Linked DNA regions of Hordeum vulgare: region 2 is linked to region 1. Evidence: chromatin contacts called from public Hi-C data. All regions are on one chromosome and are shown on one strand. The core of a region is the stretch at or near the end of the contact, and the rest is flanking DNA. Distances in the headings are between cores, read along the strand shown.

What was found. A called contact is a pair of places that touch in the nucleus more often than the background predicts.
Region 2: a contact with region 1 is called in a Hi-C map of seedling, with 3 times the contacts expected there. The contact joins the promoter of LOC123452846 here to the promoter of LOC123452764 in region 1. A contact is called at or near these places in 2 of 6 Hi-C or Micro-C datasets (leaf and seedling).

Annotation. Positions count from the first base shown.
Region 1 is chr1H:515,309,545-515,315,593 of MorexV3_pseudomolecules_assembly, reverse strand. It overlaps LOC123452764 (notchless protein homolog), which reads left to right and starts at 2,296. Exons shown (of 12, transcript XM_045129479.1): 1 at 2,296-2,540; 2 at 2,659-2,740; 3 at 2,835-2,924; 4 at 3,314-3,439; 5 at 4,059-4,186; 6 at 4,487-4,686; 7 at 5,180-5,243. The coding sequence starts at 2,391. It overlaps LOC123452804 (sm-like protein LSM8), which reads right to left. Exons shown (of 6, transcript XM_045129540.1): 2 at 1,943-2,014; 3 at 1,785-1,825; 4 at 1,441-1,515; 5 at 566-618; 6 at 65-471. The coding sequence starts at 1,970. The coding sequence ends at 381.
Region 2 is chr1H:515,740,671-515,746,719 of MorexV3_pseudomolecules_assembly, reverse strand. LOC123452846 reads right to left here and starts at 3,447. Exons shown (of 4, transcript XM_045129570.1): 1 at 3,062-3,447; 2 at 563-1,057. The coding sequence starts at 3,349.

The DNA of each region.
Region 1 (6,049 bases), core at 1,047-3,546:
ATACCTGTGTAAAAATCGATTTGGTCCGTCTTGATTTCGACGATTTCTCTTGTTTGCTGTCAAGTACGTATAAATGGATCATCATATCATAATATCAATGTAGCTTCCAACATTTAATTGCCTGCTTCATTCGTTCATTCATTACTTACGCTTACAGAGATACATGTATCTCTCTCTCACATACAAGAGCATGACCGTTCGATCGACACAGCAAACCATGTTGTTTTCATCATACAAGAAGACGCACGCTCTCGGTGCATGGTATGAGATATGAGATATGAGCAAGCGATCAATCGATTAACCTACATTACAGATTGACTGAGCAAAATCAGCTTTGGCTTGCACAATCAGGATCAGATCGATAGAAGATACCATCATCTTCAGTGGATGACCGGCTTGAGGGGCTGCGCTCTGAGCTTCGACATGTCCAGCGCCGCGTCAAGCTCCTCGTCCACCTCACCCACCACGCCTCTGCATGCGCCGTCAACAAACAACTTCATTTTTTTACGTACATGCAAAGAATTCAGTAAATGCAAACATATAGAGAAGTGAAAGGGGCACGCACATGTTGTCGCCCCTGATGATGTACAGTCCGAGGACAAGCTGTTGTACTCCCTCCTGCAACACAGTGTCTGTCAGCAGATGGACACGACATGTATAAAACCCGACAAGAAAGACAGCAAGTCCTATAGTAGGATTTCCATATGTGAAGGCCTTGATGATTACTAACAGAAACACCGAAACTGGAAAACCAATAACCACAATGGGAAAAAAAAACACGGGCCTCTGTTTACCTCTTGTGAAGAAATAACCAGCAGAGGAAGAGGTATACAAGAGAAGAGAAGAGTGAGTAATCCTTGGACCTAACTAAACGAGAAGAGTGCAGTGCACGGTGAAGGGTGACATGGGTAGAATGAACGTCCCTCCTCAACATGAGAAGAAGGTGACCCAAGTAATTAATTCCGTGCGGCAACAAGAGGATCACAAGAATGCCTGCAGCTGTTGGACTTTGTGGGGATGCAATAGAGTGGTTTAGCGGATTTCCAAATTTATCATCAAGCTGTGTCGCGAGGAAGCCAGTTTCTATCCTATAACTTGTACGGGGTACATTTTAAGCATATGATGAGCTAAGTGGGTGAGGCAGAGAGAGAGAGAGAGGCTATAACAGGCAGGTTGTTGGTCCATGATGTACAATTCTTGTGTCCAGGCAGTCGTTGAAGGCAAATAATTTAATTTTGCAAGCATCATTTGTATACCTCCATCCATCCATCCATCCATCCATCCATCCATCCATCCTCTTAGAATTGTTAAGCACCTCCTAGAGTAGAATTGTTTCTGTCCATCCATCCATCCATATCTTCCATCCTGTGTGTGTGTGTGTGTGTGTGTGTGTGTGTGTGTGTGACCTTAATGAGCTTAATGAGTGAGTGAGGGAGTGACCTTGGTGGAGTAGACCCTCTCGTGGGACTCGTCGAGGATGATGTTGGTGGCCTGGTCGAACCCCCGCAGAGTCCCCTGGAGAAGCAGAGCATATGAAGTTGGTTGATTGATTACAATATAACATAACATAACATAACATAACATAACATAACATAACATGATATATAACATAACATAACATAACATAACATAACATGATATATAACATAACATAACATGATATAACATAACATAACATAACATAACATGATATATAACATAACATAACATAACATAGAGGAGGAGAGGAAGCAGAGGATACAGCGAGCAGAGGCAGAGGCGGAGGCGGAGGCGGGTGAGCTTACCACGATGTTGCGGCCGTCGTTGGTGATGACGGAGATCACCTCTATAATGAAATGAAGAAAAGAAAAGAAAAGAAAGATTAGTGGTGGACGAAAAGGAGGGAAATTTCTTGTCTTGAAACAATGTCGAGCATAGGAGAGGATGGGAGGTGGAGACTCACGGTCGACGAGGGACTCGAGCGTCGCCATCCCCCTTTGTGCTGTCTGATCTCTCTCGCTAGGGTTGAGAGGAGATGAGAGGATTGGGATTGGGCGACGGCGGCGGCGGCGGCGGCGGCGGCGCTGGTCGAATCGAATCTCGCTCGCTCGCTAGGGTTGTTCACTTTCACTTTCACTTGAGACCTCACCTCACCTCACCCACCTGACCTGATCATCTCATCGCAAGAGAGGCCGGGCCGGGCCGGGCCGGGCTCCCTCTTTAGTCTTTAGTTTATAGTTATTAAGTGGGCCGGGCGTCTCCTTCCTGTCTGTCTGTCTGTTACGATGATATGAGCGGCCCGACCCAAACCATAGCAGCAGAGCAGACTCAGAGCAGCAGCCGCCGCCTCCCTCCCTCTTCCTCGTTTTCCGCCGCCGCCGCCGCCGCCGCCGCCGCCTCTCTTGAGCGTGATGGACGCCGCCGCCGGCAACGGAAGCAGCGGCAGCGTGATGTGCCAGCTGGTGAGCGCGGAGGGGGAGCACCTGGGCGCGGCGCTCTACCTGCCGCACAACGTCGGACCGCCGCAGCTCCAGGAGATCGTCAACCACCTCCTACGCAACGTACCTCCTACCTATTCCTTCCATCCTTCCTTCCTATTGCTTCTTGCTTCTTGCTTCTTGCTCCTACACAACGACCTCACCTGATGCTGATGCTGATGCTGATGCTGCTGCTGTGCAGGAGGACAAGCTGCCCTACGCCTTCTACGTCGGCGACGAGGAGCTCTCCCTCCAGCTCGGCGCCTTCATGCAACGCAACAACGGTCAGTCACCACGCTACTACTGTAAAATCAATCAATCAATCAATCAAGAAAATAAAAAAAGAAAAGAAAATAAATTGAACGCATGCCTCAACAGCCAACGCCGAGGTCACCCTGCGCATCGTCTACCAGCCGCAGGCAGTCTTCCGGATCAGTCCCGTCAACCGCTGCTCCGCCACAATCGCCGGTACCAACTTCCTATGCCTTGTACAGTACTCCTAAATTCTAGTAATACCACCAAACCTTCCAATTGTTTCTTTCTTTCTTTCTTTGTATGTTGCCATTTGACTGACTGACTGACTGACTGATTACTCGACACACGGGATTCATTATTACAGTTTGTTTATTACTCCCTCGGCTCCGTTCCTAAATATAAGACATTTTAGAGATTGCATTATAAACTACATACGGATGTACATAGACATATTCTAGAGTATAGATTCACCCATTTTGCTACAACTTATTGTCCAGATTTTTGTTTACCTTGTTGTTGAGCCTGCCTGTGTCTGTGTTAAAACAAGGGTACGTGCCACCCTGGAATCATCAAACTATCTTTACCCACTGCCCTGCCTGCAGGCCACACGGAGGCTGTACTCACCGTTTCTTTCAGCCCCGACGGAACATGTCTCGCCAGTGGTTCAGGTGACACCACCGTTCGCTTCTGGGACCTCAACACTCAGACCCCATTGTACACATGCAAAGGTGCTTTTCAATTCTTCTTGCCTTTTCCTCATTTCTTCTAGTCTATGTTTGCTTCAATTCCTTCTCCCTCCATGATAATAACTGCACTTGTACCAAACTTTCCTAATAAGAGTTATCTTACAAGTCCCATGGAAAGACATAGTTTTTTCTTCTTCTTCCAGAACCACGTATGTCGATTTAATCTCTTCATCACAGCAAACCTTGTAAATTACCGACTGAAATTAACCTCTTCTAATACTAGGCGAACCATCTTCCCAAGTGTCCTTATATTATGGGACAGAGGGAGTAGAATGGAACATGTACTGGCTAAGATGGGCTTGATATAATGAATATGATATCCACACACATGATGATTTCGGAATAGTTTTCTTGGCCAAAGCCGTGACCTGGAGGCTTTGAAGCAAGTAAAGGAATGACATAACACATATCTTGTAATTAATGCATTTCATGAATCGGTTTTTTACATTATGTTTGTATTGTAATGGGAATTTGATTGCCTTTGTCATCTCTTCTGGGGCTCTTATGACTCTTTCAGCTTGTTCCATTCGCACATCTGCACTCCTTTTAGGGTGATATCGTCATTGCTTTGAAACTCATGTGATAACCCTGTATTTTGTAGGACACAAAAATTGGGTTCTCTGCATTGCATGGTCACCTGATGGGAAACATCTTGTTAGCGGAAGCAAGTCAGGAGAGCTTATATTATGGGACCCCAAAACAGGCAATCAATTGGGCACTCCTCTTACGGTAAGATTGCACATTTCTTTATTTTCTGACATCTGGAATCTACTGTAAGATAGGATAAGATTTTATCATATTTCTTCATTTGCGTATCACACTCCATTATATCCTAATCATCAAGTGAGAATTTTCTATGAACCATTTACTAAAATAAATGCTAGTTAGCAAGAACTACAAGTTTGTTTCTTTTCTAGTAGACTGAATTTCCTACCGCAGATTGCTAGAAAGAAGATGTCTATTTAGATCTTGCAGATGTTTTTCCACTCTTGCTACATCTAGTCATTCATTCTGGTGTTTTTACAATAGGGGCATAGAAAGTGGATTACCGCTGTATCTTGGGAGCCAGTTCATTTGCAATCTCCTTCCCGCCGTTTTGTAAGCGCAAGTAAAGATGGCGATGCACGAATTTGGGACATTACCACAAAGAAGTGTGTTATTTCCCTTACAGGTCACACCAATGCTGTGACCTGTGTCAAGTGGGGTGGAGACGGTTTGATATATACAGGGTAAGATTCTTACTTGGTAATCCCTTTTCTTCTTCCGGTAAAAGGAGACTCTATGCGTACTATTGTGTAGTAAATCACTATTGTTTTTCTGATACGTTGTGCTTGGAAGATGATGTATAAGCTTAACTGTATAATAATACTTGGCGTTTTCTCTTTGGATAATTGTTGTCAACAAGAACAAAATTTACCGTGTAGCAGTAAGCATATATGTTGTTGCGGGTAGGTAATTTTTGCTGGTAAATTAGCTCCTTGTTATTTTTATTTTTATTTTTATTCATTCTTAAATCCTTATAGCCACAATTGTTGGCAAAGCGGTTGACTGACACACCCGACATCCTAGATGGCTAAAGGCCATTAACTAAAAGCATAATCCGAATCACTTATGTCCTTGACCATAAGTGTCTAGTGTTGTCATGAATGGCGTTTATAAATTCCCCCACATCAGGTCATACATTACATATACAATTCTGAAAATAATGTCTTTCTACTGCAGTTCTGAAGATTGTTTAATCAAAGTATGGGAAACTACTCAGGGCAAGTTGGTCAAAACACTGCAGGTAATGTTAACAACTCCAAGTATATTCTTCTGCAAATGCTTATGTACAATGATGAAATCTGAGTTTTTAACAACCCATTGTATGTATGGCCTTTCAAGTCATGTCATATTGTTATTTCAAAGCAGGATTTCTCCAACTTGTGTAACTACATTAAGGGCCATCAGCACTGCCTGGTCAACTTTCTGACTAAATGTTAACACCAATCTACCTTCTTTTGTTGATTGGCTGTGCGAATAAGTACCTGTGTTGAGATTGTTCAGAAATTCCCTTTATAGACGTCTTTGTCATCTAAATAATTAATCACTCATATTCTAATTTGGTATCATTGTTAATGATGTCACCATGTTTGCTTGGATATTCAAAATTTGCGTTTACAACACATGAATATTACTAAGGAGTTACAATGGGTGCTTTATACCTTTTTCAGAAGCCTTCTCTACTTGTAAATCAGATTTCTTCGTAGATGAAAATTCAGATAACTTGCTATCCTATACTTGTAGCTGAATGTGTTTAGCCAGTCTGTCACACAACTTGTTGTTCTCACAATGTAAAAGTTGTTGAACAAGTTGTGTTTTTTAACCAACGAAAAATGATGAAGCCGCAGTATAGAAGTGAACAGGTTGAAGAGTGTCTTATCCTTTGCAAATTATGTGTTTAGTTGACTACTCCCTCCGTCCCAAAATTCTTGACTTAGATTTGTTTACATATGGCTGTATCTAGTCACATTTTACTATTGGATACATCCGTATCCTGACAAATCAAAGACACGAATTTTGGGACTGAGGTAATATATAAATTTCATCTTC
Region 2 (6,049 bases), core at 2,198-4,697, 430 kb before region 1:
TTGCAAATTGCAGTACCTCATACAAAAATTGGACTTTACATGATGATCCTACCTAAAAGGATAACATGTCATTTATCTATACTTTGCGTGTGTTTGCTAGTATGTATCTTGCGTGTCGAAAAATCTAAGCAACTTGAAAAGTGCTGAGTGTGCAAGGTAGGTATATATGCCCTGTGATATCAGCTAAAGCATCGAGGAGGCCGTTAAGGGAAAGGTGACTTTGGGCAGAATTAGTAACCTCTGAAATCACATCACCAGCTAGCTAAGCTAGTGCTTCTCCTTCATATCATAGCTTTTATCTAGGAATGGTATAACGGAACGGAATGGCCTTTTCATGTTGAGCAAAGCACTAGACCATTTTAGCACATGTACAGTGAGGTTTTGTCGAATGCCATGAGAAAGCGACGCCTTTTAGGTTTGTTTTTCTGTACTTATCGTGTCTTTTGTCGACAGCTGTGCTCACGAAAAGGTCAGTGGTGCTTGTCACAATAATTCCATTTCAATGTTGTGTTGTGTTGTGCAGTGCAACAGAGAGGGAGAGAAAGGAACTGATGATTCATACCTGAATGTCACCCTCGCTGTAGGCTCGCCGGAGCCCGAAGGCGGCCTCGAAGTCGAGCCCTTGGAAGTCGAGGAAGTTGGGCCTCGCCGCCGACCCGTTCATCCAGTCCGCGGAGTTGAGGCACCCGGAGCTGACGCTCTTCTGGAGCGAGCATTCACCAGCAGCAACTGTCGACGAGGAGGAGGCCCTGAGCTCCCCGGGGACGTCCTCGACCTGCAGCATGGGGATCTTGACGTCCAGCAGCTCCGATATCGTCTCCTCGATCGCCGACTCCTCCATGAGCTCCTTCTCGCACTCGTACAGCGCCTCGCTCAGGCCCATGTCTGAGGCACTGATGGCGTTGTCGTCCTCCCCGCCGGACATCATGGAGATGGCGGCCGCGACCGGGTCGAGGGCGAGCAGCGGTTCCTCGACTATGGGCTCAGGTGCCTTGAACAGGTCGCCCTCTGCTCCCAGGTCATACTCTGATATCAGGGATGGCTGCCCCATGTCCGCCTGTTATTTTATTTTTTCACACGGAACAGAATGTCAGAGTTGGAGTTGACAAGTCAGCTTAATCATCTAAGCCTAACAGAATAAATGAGAAACACTTAAAATTAATTCCTGGCATTTAGAATGAACCAAGCAACTAAATTTCTACAAGTACTCCCTCCGTCCAAAATTACTTGTCCTAAAAATGAATAAAATGGATGTATCTATAACTAAAATAAGTATAGATACATTCATCTGTAGGACAAGTATTTCATCTGTAGGACAAGTATTTCCGGACGGATGGAGTATATACAACGAAGTGAACATGAAGATGAAGAGAGCATGGCAATTCATTCACTCATTGATTGGTTCAGTAAAAAAGGAAGAAGAGTGGAAGTAAAAAGACAAATTTTTTTGGTGAGTGGGGAGATGTGTAAGTAAATAAGTAAGAGGTAGGTACTGTAGCTTCTAGGTGGTGGTACTGTTTTGTTGTTGTATTCTAGTGTAGGTGCACATGCATGTCAACTGACGGCATGTCCCTGTCATGCTTTGGTTTTGCTACCACCACATGAGAGCATATGCCGCCCAGGGACAGGGACAGGGACAGGGACAGTGGCATCTCAAATTGGCCAAAAACTCAGGCTAATTCCATCCCTCCCTTTCAAATTGGCACCTAAAGTGAGTTAAAATATCTGAGCCCCTGTGACCTGGCTGGCCTTTGTGTGAGAAGAAGATTCAAAGCTGGTGCCAACATGAGCAACTGTTATTTGAGATCTTTTTTCTGTTCTTTTCTTTTCTTTTCTTTTACTAGTAAAAGGTAGCGGGTGTCAATTTTTGACATGTTAAATCACTAGACACTTTTGTCTTTTCTTGGATGAGGGGTTGTTAAATTTGTGGCCCTCGAGTAGGCAGGATAATAGATGATGACAGGAATAGGAGGAAACCAATCTACCTAGTTTGGAGTGCTGTGATTTAAGGTCGTGGTGTCATGAGTAAGCCATCTGAAAATTGCATGTTTCAGTCAATCAGGACTCAGGAGGAGGATTAATGAGAGGGTGCGGGTATATTAGGATAGTTTGAATTAGGCAAAATAAGAAGTTTTTGTATGTGTTATACACTTATATATATATCAAGACATGATAAGCAATCTTTATCAGTAGCTAAAAATGTGCAGGCTGGCTGCAGCTTGTGCGTGTGTGACAGTGTGATTGATGTTGATGACAAGTACTAAAGTGCTAGACATGTACTCCTACCATCATATTTGCAACAAGAAAAGGAAAGGTGGTTAAAGGTTGGCAGTATTAGAAAGAAAAAATGTTATGGTTAATTAGTGGAGCAGTAGTATTAAAAAATGGGAGATGATATGAGGATATTGTTTCTAGTCTAGTCTAGTCTAGTCTAGTTGACACCTCCTCCCTTTCCCCTGTACATACTCTCTCGGTCCGGAATTACTGGTATCTAAAACTAGATGTATCTAGAACTAAAACACATCTAGATGTATTTGTGACAAGTATTTTTGGACAAAGGGAGTATAATAGAATAGAATAATACAGTTATTCAGAGTTAATAGTCTGCATTTTATTCGTCTCCCACAGCAGAGGCCGTCGATATCCAAGAACAAGAAGAGAAGGGGAAAGCGACATTATAATTTGTCAGGACCCAAAGCAAGCAAGAAGCGGCGGTGGCCTTAGAAGTGGCACAGCAAGCAAGCAAGCAATTTTTTTCTTGATTGATCTCAACAAGTGATGAACTGAATTGCAGCCAAGATGCAGAATCAGACAGAAAAAGGGGCTGTTTTTATTTTGATGGAACAGAGAAGAGCCAATTGATTTGATGCAAGAGATTAGATTTGCTTATGGAGGAATTAATATAGATGAGGTAATTGGTGCAGTGCAGTGGCAGTGGCATGCCCCTGCATGTAGATGTATGTATGTATGTATGTATGTATGTATGTATGTATGTATGTATGTATGTATGTATGCAGCATGAGATTAATTAAGATGGCAGGTGAGGGGGAAAGGTACTCACGAGGTGGTGGTACATGGCGGCGGCGGCGGCGGCGGCGGCGTCGTCGGGTGCAGCGGCGGCGGCGGCGGCTTGATGTTGATGTTGTTGATGCTGATGCTGATGTTGTTGTTGTTGTTGATGCAGGAGAGGCAGAGGCAGAGGCGGTGCAGCGTGGTTGGATGCAGATGCAGGGGTGGCGGCGAAGGAGGAGTGGGAGAAGACGGTGGGGGAGTAACCCGAGTAGGCGGACGGCGGCGAGGAAGAAGAAGAGTAGGATGGGGAGAAGCTGAACCCCGCGTCGGCGAACATCTTGGTCTCTCTCTCTCTCTCTGTGTGTGGGAGGGGAGGAGGGGAGGGGATGGTGAATGAATGAATGAATGAAGGAATGGGGTTGGGAGAGATTGGAAAGGATGGAGGCCGCCGGAGGCAAGATTTATAGGGGAGGAGGAAAGAGCAGAGCGGCGGGGGTGGGGGTGGGAGGAGGAAGAATGTGACAAAAAAGAAAGAAAGAAAGAAGAGAAAAGCCACCACGGTGGTGTACTGTGGTGTGGTGTGTGTCTCCAACCATCACATCACATCACAACGCCAACGCGGTGGTGCTGTGGTGGTGCTGTGCTGGCTCACCGCTTGCTTTGCTCTGGCTGTGGCTGCTGGTAAGCAACAGCGAATCAACCAATGAAGCAAAGCAACCAATACTTACTACTGTCCCATCTCCCTCCCTCTCATTTACTCACTCATCTCTCCTTATTTCTTATGGTCACCTATACCTGTCCAAAACTCAGGTCACACCTAACAAAAATCCATGGTACAAAACTCACACCCAGCCCGGTCGGGTCAAATCGTCGGGCCTAGTTTCTAGGACCAAGCCCCATCCGAGCCCAAAGAAGCCCGGCTTGGCCCGACCATTGGGCCTAGTTTCTAAGCACAAGCTTGGCCCGGCCCGGCCTGGTAAGCAATCATAAAAGTTTTTCGTAGGCCCGAGCCCGGCCCAGCCCGATCTTCAGACTTGATTTTCAGGCCAGGCCCGGCCTGTGAATTTCGGGCCAGGTCGGGTTTCCCATGGCCAAGTATACCACAGCCCACAAAACAAAAACACCGCACCGCCAGCCACCCACACCAGATGGTTAGAGCAACTCCAAACGGACGACCCATTTCATCCGCATGTTCTTTTGAGTCGTCGTGAAAAAAAGCAGTGGCCCAACGCGCCAACGCAAACCTAAATGATGACCACAACATGTCTGCGTCGACCCATTTCAGGCCCAAATTTGGGTGGGCCAGATGTATGGCCACGCCTGCTCCCACGCCGACGACCAAAAACCCTAGCTAGCCATGGGCTTCTTCAATGGGAATGGGAAGGGGAAGGCCAAGCTCAGCGCCGGCGCAAGCTCTTCATCCCGCGGGCACTCGTCGTCGCTGCCTGCTTCGTGGGACATACCACTCCACCAGGAGTGGTGACATTGGCAGTACCGTCGGCCGCTGCAATATCCAAATGTCAGCCTACACCATGATTGGCATCTAGATCCGCAGCGGATCCCCATTTCAGCAGTGCCTCGATCGTTGCGGGCGCACGCGGAGGAGGTTCGTCGACGCCGCAAGAACCTCACGTCGAAGCAATGGGCCTTGTGAGCATACGCGCCAGCCTCCCCCAACGGGAGCGCTGGTTCACGCTACAACACGAGGAGGAGCGACGTCGAGGCATCCACGTCGACCACTTCGTCCCTCCTCCTCCGCCCGAGGTTCTGCCGGAGGAGCAGGACGAGGAGGTGGCGTACCAGGCCGTCCTTGAGATGGCCCTTCGACACGTTCTGGAGGCCAAACGAATCGAGGAGGACGCCAAGTGGGTCGGCCTGGACCGCGCCCTCGCCTTGTCGGTTGCGGGGGACTTCGTCCACACCCCGCGCTTTGTCCTGGAGCCTCCCCCGCTGCCGCCGCCCATCGTCAAGCCTAAGGAGGAGCCCTGGCCGTCACAGAAGCGCTCGTCGCCTCCGCCATCTTTCTCGGAGGAGAAATATGAGTGGGTGGGCCTGGTCCGTGAGTGGGTGCTCGCCCCGCCGTCTACTTCGACGCCACGCCGGAGGAGAAGGCGGCCCACCTCGAGCAATGGAGGCATCGCTAGCTGGCCGAGGAGGCGGATGGCCGGATGCAAATGTTGTGGGAACGGGAGAAGGAGGCGCTGCATCTCAAGGAGGACGAGGGGAAGCGCGGCCGGCTTGCCGCATTGCCGTTGCCACAGCAGACACCGAGGAGGTGCCCTGTCAGCCTACCAGGCTGCATTCGGGTGGGCTGGGCCATCTCCTGCCGTCATCGACCTCACCGACGGCGACGTCGTCGACGACGACAAGGGCAAGGGCAAGGGCAAGGCGGACGTGTAGGGCAGCGTGCGGGCGGACGCGGACTTCTCTTTAATTTTAATCGATGTTTAATTATGTTTTAAGTGGATTTTGGCCGATGGTTGAACGTCAGCTTATTTTAATTAAAGTTTTATTATGTTTATCTATGTCATGTGTTTATTGTTTTTTTAAGACGGGCAAATTCGAATGTTTCTTTCGTTGGACGCACTGATCGATTCAAATGAAAAATGGACTCGTCCGTCCATTTGACCGACCCAAATGAATATATAAATAAATAAATTGTAAGTTTGTTTGAGTCGTTGGATTGAAGTTGCTCTAAAACTTCTTGTTGTTGTTCAATCAGTGAGGCAGGGCAGTCACATGGATGGATGGACCTCTCTATCCTTGCGCCATCAACGAAAGCCACGCACGCCTCTCCTCCCTCCCTCCCTCCCTCATTCTACCCCTACATTGTCTGCTGCTACAGTACTGTTTGCTACGCGTAAGTTGGTCTGTTTTTTACCTTTACTCTTTTTTTTTCTACATGTAAGTGAAGCAAACCAACAACAATACCCCCTAATACTACTAACGGTGACCGGGTGCAACTTAACTTAGTATACTGATACACATGCATGGATCTACTAGCTACTGCTAACCAGTTTCCATCAATCATTCCACT